Linked DNA regions of Mus musculus: region 2 is linked to region 1. The links are chromatin contacts, called in public Hi-C maps. All regions are on one chromosome and are shown on one strand. Each heading gives the region's core, a stretch centred on a gene start, on an enhancer-like site or on the middle of the called end of the contact. The rest is flanking DNA. Distances are from core to core; before and after follow the strand shown. Region 1 holds the start of Lrrc17 (leucine rich repeat containing 17). Region 2 overlaps Fam185a (family with sequence similarity 185, member A).

Region 1 (3,383 bases), core at 157-2,656:
TTTAAGGTGAGATGCAGGGAAAGTGCTAAAACACTTACAGTTAGCAAGTTTGGCTGGAGGAATTTTTTGAGCACACAAATTTCTCTCTGTACTTAGAAACACTTTTCTCTGTGGTAGGGGGGGTCTGTGTTTCCTAGGGTCTCATCTGAGGTAGTGTTCTACCCTCCCACAGATGAGACACTATCCTCTTTGATGAGATTGTGTCAAAGGGACAGCTCCCAGATCTGGGAGAAAGACATTCCTAGGCTGTAAAACCATAACAAAGCTTTTTAAAGCAGCTGCTCTCAACGGAAAGCAGAGAAAGAATGTACAATTCCTACAGTCCCAGGTTTTCTTAATAAGTACTTTAGAGACATCAGATGGCCAAGGTCAAAAAGCTATCAGAAATCCAGCCACAATGAGGAAAACAAGGGTACTTCCAACTTAAGTCCTGGTTGGTACTAATGCACGTCTGCACGCTAGTTCACGGAAGTATCCATTCTGTACATTTATTTCAACCTTAGACAAGTCTTCTCTTCTCACCTCTCATACCTAGAACACTAGGAAGTCATGTTCAGGGAACAGTGCAGCTGCATAAGAATTCCTTGCCCCGTGGTGTCCGCCTCCAGGTGCTTATCATGTGACCTACACCATAGGCTTCTAGGCAAAACTGGCCGGTTTATTCTACCACTTGGAACTTTGGTAAATGGGCACAAAACCCTCACAAGGAATCCACTGTATAAAGAGTGATGTCTCACCTAACACAAAAACAGCTCAATCATTGGCAACTACAGCTAGCTGGTTGTGGTTAGACATTTATTTTAACCAGCTCTCACCTGTGTGGCATTATGAAGAACATAGTATACTACTGAAGACATCAATATTGAGACACGAAGAAATGGGAGAAAATTGGTCACAGGAAGGATAGCTTAAGTCTATGGAAACTATAGATAGCAGAAGGAACTGTGGAAGAAGTAGCGAGTGCATCTGAATGCCATATATTTCACATGACTGCCTGCCCAACTTCCCCAATCCCTGTCCCTTCATCTTCAAACAGTTTCCCACCCGAATCTCACATCTTTGTAATATTTAGGATATGTATGTAATGCAGTTTTAAACATTTACGGTCCTTTATGTGGGACTTCTATTTCTCACATTTATTGCTTGTAGCATTTTACCCAGAGAAAAGCCCACGGGGGACCTAACTGCCTTGTCAGGAATCCTGTGTATCCCACCCCATTTGTTTGTATCTTAGTGGCTCTATAAAGTTTTGGAGATTTGGACTCTGCCCTCAAACTGTTCTCAGAAGTGGTCCGTTTCATCATCCAATGAGCTCTGCCTGTTTGTTGATGTGACGCGCCTGTGGACAGAAGCCAGGCGCCTATAGTAGCAATCCTGGAGAAAATTGAAGCAGCTGTGGCCATGTAATTTAAAACCTCAGCAGAGTGTTCTGTGCTCCACGCACAGCATTAGTGCAACATGAGGGCTGGATGCAGCTGGCTCTCGGGAGGACGTCCTCGCCTGCTGCAGGACAGAGAAGACTGAGACTGGGAGGCAAACCTGGGTGCAGCCGGAAAGGTCCAGATAGATGAGCTTGTGGCATCCGTTCCCCAAGTTCAGGTACTGTAAGCCTTTGTCGGTGAACTTTCGGCAGTAAGCCAGACTGAGGTTCTGTAAGTTGTGGAAGTACCTGGGGCGATGGGGCAGAGAGGGGAGGAAGGAGAGTCAAATACTTAGCTTTTCTCAAGTCTTTCTTGAGCCACTATGACAAAGAGACCGAAAGCTGTATTCATCGTGCACTCTGCTTGCAGATGTTCGGCAGTTTTACAGCTGCAGTCTCTCTTGCTGTTACGTGAAGGGGGTGTCAGTGATAGAGAAGATAATGCATGGCTGCATGTCAAAGGGAAAGAAAGGCTATCTGGGAGGATTCCATGAAACTTGATGGGGTAACACTTTTCTTGGCTGGAGGGTGGGTGGAGTCTTGCATGCATATTATTTGAAAGTCTGTTGCTGAAACCCAAGTTAGAGTTTACTCTCTAGTTTTTAGCTCTTACCTTTGCCAAACTACTACATGAACTGTTGAGAAAGATAAACATTTCATAAGCATTTTATGGAAAGTAGCTGTTCCATCATGGTGAGGAATCAGGGCAGAAAGAAGACAAAACCTTACGCAGCAAGCTAAGTGGGCAACACTTGAGACAAATAAAAAATGGGTCTGATTAAAAAAATGATTTAAAAGCCAGAGATTTCAACGTGCATGGCTTTGTGAGTAATGATGTCCTTAGGATAATTAAAAATAACGGTTCAGACTGATATGTACTCAGGAGTTAAACATAGGCTAAGAACATCGAGTAGCTAAGTGGGCAACACTTGAGACAAATAAAAATTACACAGGAGGCTGTCAATCTCACTGGAGTTGGAACAGGAAAGATGCCATTACCACAATGACCAAAATGAGAGCTTCCAGAAGAAAGGGGACCGGGCGGGCATGGGTTGGTTTAGGATGTGTCTGTTCCACCACGTAAGGGCTGGCATTTTCAGGACACTCTGTGGACAAGCTTCTAAGCCCTCCTCAGCATGGCATTCTTTAAAAATGTAAGGATTCTTGCTGCCTCCTTGTGCAATAACTACCAATACGCTCTTAGTCTGGAGTCTGCAACAGCTTAGCGGCCATCGAGTACTCTAGAAGGAGGCAGAGAATGCCCCTCCACCTCTCCTGATGCTTGCAAAGCAAGTTTATCTTAACATAAATGTGAAATAAGATATGCAACCCTTGCCCATAGGTTAGATTTAGCCCTAAAATCAAAACTCAAGTCTATATGATTTAATGGCTCTATTCCGAGGTGAGTTACTGATTGAGAACACACGTTCCCCTCTGGGAATAGCTGTGTGCATGAGATTCCACAGAAGAGCCAAAGCAGCTTTTGGACCACAGTGGCAGTGGGCTGGACCTGGAAAGAGAGAACTCGCTAACATCCAAAGACACACCCCTCTCCTCAGCCCCCCAGTGGACTGAGAATGCTTTCTCTCTCTTTCTCTCTCTCTCTCTCTCTCTCTCTCTTCTTCTTCTTCTTCTTCTTCTTCTTCTTCTTCTCCTTCTCCTTCTCCTTCTCCTTCTCCTTCTCTTTCTCCTCTTTCTCCTTCTCCTTCTTCTTCTCTCTCTCTCTTTTCTCTCTCCTCTCTCTCTCTCTCTCTCTGAGCTTGGGGTGCCATTTCTCATAACATTGCTTTAATGTAGAGATAGAGGGTGGTGAGACAGACAGTACACACCATGAAAAATACACAAGAATTTGGACTCTGACCAAACTGAGTTATAATCAGAGTCTTAATGCTTTTACTATAACTTCCCTATCCCAGTGAGGATTGCTTTCCTGGCTGCCAAGTGAAGACAATAGTCTTTTGTT
Region 2 (3,183 bases), core at 331-2,830, 100 kb before region 1:
TCTGGTGGTCGGTGTTATTCTGCTATTTTATATTTCCACAGAGCTGAGGATTCAGGTCCAGGCGTATGCGCTGCAGTACATAGGGGTAGTATTAAGAGCCACTTAATCCTTGACAACAGAACAGTCTGTGCACATCTGCTAAGTGTCTGCTGGGCCTTCTCCAGGAAGTGTGGGCTTGAACATTTTTCCATGCATGGCCTGCTCATTTCACTTCTTAGTAAGGCTGGATATCAGTGTCTATACATTTTGGCAGCACTCCCACGTTTTAGAAGTAAGCACAACTTATTAAGTTGTATTAGAACGTGGTTACTGCTAGTCATGCTAGCAAGTAACACATCAGCAAATAGTCTTCTGTTTAAAAAAAACAGTGTACGTAGGTAATTAGAATAACCTTTGCACCTCAACTCAATGACTGAGCCTCAACAGTCCCTACATTGATAACATGTATTGAACCTAAAGTAGAGCAGAGCTCTACATGAGTAGTACTGCAGTAGTGAGTAGTAATAATTTGTAATTTCATGTTTTAAATGACTTTTAATAAGCATTACACTTCTATGGGATCATAATTAAGGCATTTGTTTGGTTGGAGCCCACCGCTCACCCCTGCTCAAGCACAAGCTGGGAAAAGCCATCTGCCCTCCTTCTCCCAACCCAGTCCGCACTGAAATAACTCTAAAGAAAGTGTCCAAAAGGCACTCCTGGCAGCCAGTGCAACGTGCCTTCTGACATGACCACCTACCCAAATGCCCTCCCAGCTGCCTAGCTTCTGACCATGCTCCTGGCTCACACGTCATCACACCTCACCTGAGAACTAGAAAACTTCCCTGCCTTTCCTCAGCCCTGTTCTTGGGGACTGTAATCAACTGGGGAGTTGTGCCAATTAAACCTGCATTTATTTACTTATTTATTTATTCTGGTCTGATATAGCTTATATTGCATTTGGTAGAAAAGACATATTAGTATTATAAATAATATACAAGTAAGTTTTGGTGTAAAACAGTTCCCTACCAAGATAGATATTGATTGACCAACACTGCAGGAAAAACAACTGTTTTCTATTCTGCTTTACGCCATGTTCATATTCAATACATTAATGCTTTTTAAATATTTTATTTCTTTCATTTTAGACAGGTAGAATGGAATTTGGGGAAATTTACCACTAATTGAACACATTTCTAGATCTAATGATTAATGTAGCTGAAATAAATATTGCTAGTTATAAGAGTTTTGTTTTCTACAGTCTTTGAACATTTATTGGCTTTAATATGAAGTCAAGTATACTTCCTTACACGGTTTAAATAAGTCTCTTATGCACTGTTGCCGTAGGTAGGGTTTCCCTGAGAGAACACTGAGATGGAAATAAGAATGCAGTGTTTACTGGAGAGACTTCTTGGGCCCCATGCCATGTCAGGGCAAGAAGCCCCATCTCCATGGAGAAGGCAGACTATGATAGACTTTCAGCAGTCCCAAGTACAGCTCTGAAGCTGGCGAGGTTCCTCAGAGTTGCCTCAAGTTATAGTGAGGGAAACTGGAGTTTTATATCCCAGGTCATTAGATCCCAGCTGCTCCAGGAAGGAGTGTGATCTTGGGCCAAGACGGCTGTGTTCAGTTGAAGCAGTTTCCGAAGAGGGCTGTCCTCAAAGGGCTGTGTGCCAGCAGTTCTCTCCGCATCTATGAACAAAAGCCCTTCAGGTATAAAGGAGGCTCTACATGATGAATCATAGCCTCTGCTACGGTTAAATGTATTCATTGAATGCACTTATTGACTGGCTACCGTGTGCCAGGTATCTAGGAGCCAGGAGTGCAGAGTTGTGCAGGAAATGGTAGCCGTCTTTAAAGAATGCACAGTTGAGTGGAAGGACTTCTGTTTCACTTCCTCAGTCCCCTCCCACCTATCTGCTGGTGCTGTCCATTGTCACTCTGTGTCAAAGCAACTATCTCACAACTCCTTTTATAGCGTTGGTGCATGAGTAAGCAGGAATAGGAGGGGAATTTTATTCAGTTACTTCCATGTTATTCAGCCAGTTTCTCCCTCCATCCCTTGGTCCTTAGCTCTGTTTGTTTTCCAGTACAGGGAAAGAGATTAGAAAGAGACTCTAACTCATTGTGTACACCCAGTGCTTTGACTATTTTAAATCACTTAGGTAAACCAACATCGCTTGCTCCCTCTCCTGTGATTACCTGGCCTCCATCCTTGTTCCAAGAGCTTTTAGGAACGTGCTGTTGAAGCTTAAAGTATCAAGGTGGGATGGATGGAGGGGCAGTAAGGGTCATCCTAGTAAGACCCTGAACATATATTTCAGTGAATTCCTTGTTCTCACCCTCTCAGCAGATGGTTGTATAACACACACCATAAAAATATTGACTATATTTAAGCTTAATATCCTAAACTTTTTTTTCCAACATAATATTTTTATTAATTCTTTGATTGAGGATTTAACATCATACACCCCTACCAAGGACTTCCCAGTCCTTTCCTGCCCCTCACTCTAATGACCTCCCCCACAGCAAAAAAATAAAGATCAGTTTATGTTCTCTGTATTCTCACTGGGGCATGGTCAAACTCTCAGGGGCCTACTCTCTAAATAAAGCTGAGTCCTTCCAGTCCCTGCTGGAAGTCATCTCTCATGGAGGGCAATGCTCCAGCGTCCTATCACAGTTCTTAAGAGTTCTCTATGACAGCTTCCTGTCTAGGCTGTTGCTATTTGGGGAGGAAGGGAGGGGTTGTCACAGAAGTCTTCCATGTCCCTTTTTCTCAACTGTATCTGCAGTCATCTATATCACTGCAAAAGTAGCTTATTTACGCTTTATGGATCATAGGAGCATGGTCCCATAGTTTCTAATGTCAACACAGACCACTAACAGGGCTCCCAGTTGCTGTAGGGCCACAGACCCAGATAAGGCCCACTGATGCAGCTGCAATCACAGACATCAAGATGGCTTCTGGACACAGCATAGTAACACAACACAGACCCAGCTGCAGTAAGACCACGGACCCAGACATGGCCCTTGGTGACATCACTGACCCAGACATCACCATGTCCTTAGGTGACCATGCAAGCCACCCACATTCAATGTGGCCCCCAGTGGCAACATTTTGCATAGAAGTCAACATGATTTCAGGCTGCAGCATATACCAAGGGCATCCATATGGCCTTTGGTGGTAGCATAGGCTACAAACAT

What was found. A called contact is a pair of places that touch in the nucleus more often than the background predicts.
Region 2: a contact with region 1 is called in a Hi-C map of uterus, with 2.3 times the contacts expected there. The contact joins the enhancer-like site here to the promoter of Lrrc17 in region 1. A contact is called at or near these places in 12 of 39 promoter capture datasets (the 3T3-L1 cell line, 3T3-L1-derived adipocytes, the C10 cell line and 8 more), 8 of 484 Hi-C or Micro-C datasets (the 3T3-L1 cell line, muscle stem cells, myocytes and 1 more), 2 of 115 datasets of contacts at active chromatin or transcription factors (fibro-adipogenic progenitors and pancreatic cancer cells) and 4 of 9 other capture datasets (adipose tissue, liver, macrophages and 1 more).

The regions. Positions count from the first base shown.
Region 1 is chr5:21,542,121-21,545,503 of GRCm38.p6, forward strand. Lrrc17 (leucine rich repeat containing 17) reads left to right here and starts at 1,407. Exons shown (of 4, transcript NM_028977.1): 1 at 1,407-1,599. It overlaps Fbxl13 (F-box and leucine-rich repeat protein 13), which reads right to left. Exons shown (of 21, transcript NM_001199632.1): 12 at 1,540-1,669.
Region 2 is chr5:21,439,486-21,442,668 of GRCm38.p6, forward strand. The region is part of intron 4 of Fam185a (family with sequence similarity 185, member A); the gene reads left to right. Among named protein-coding and RNA genes, the nearest start is that of Fam185a, 16 kb to the left of the region's middle. Within about 2 kb of position 1,581, at least 53 of the 459 cell types and tissues checked have an H3K27ac peak or open chromatin away from gene starts, as enhancers often do. A contact at or near this core is called in pancreatic islet and uterus, where this site is marked.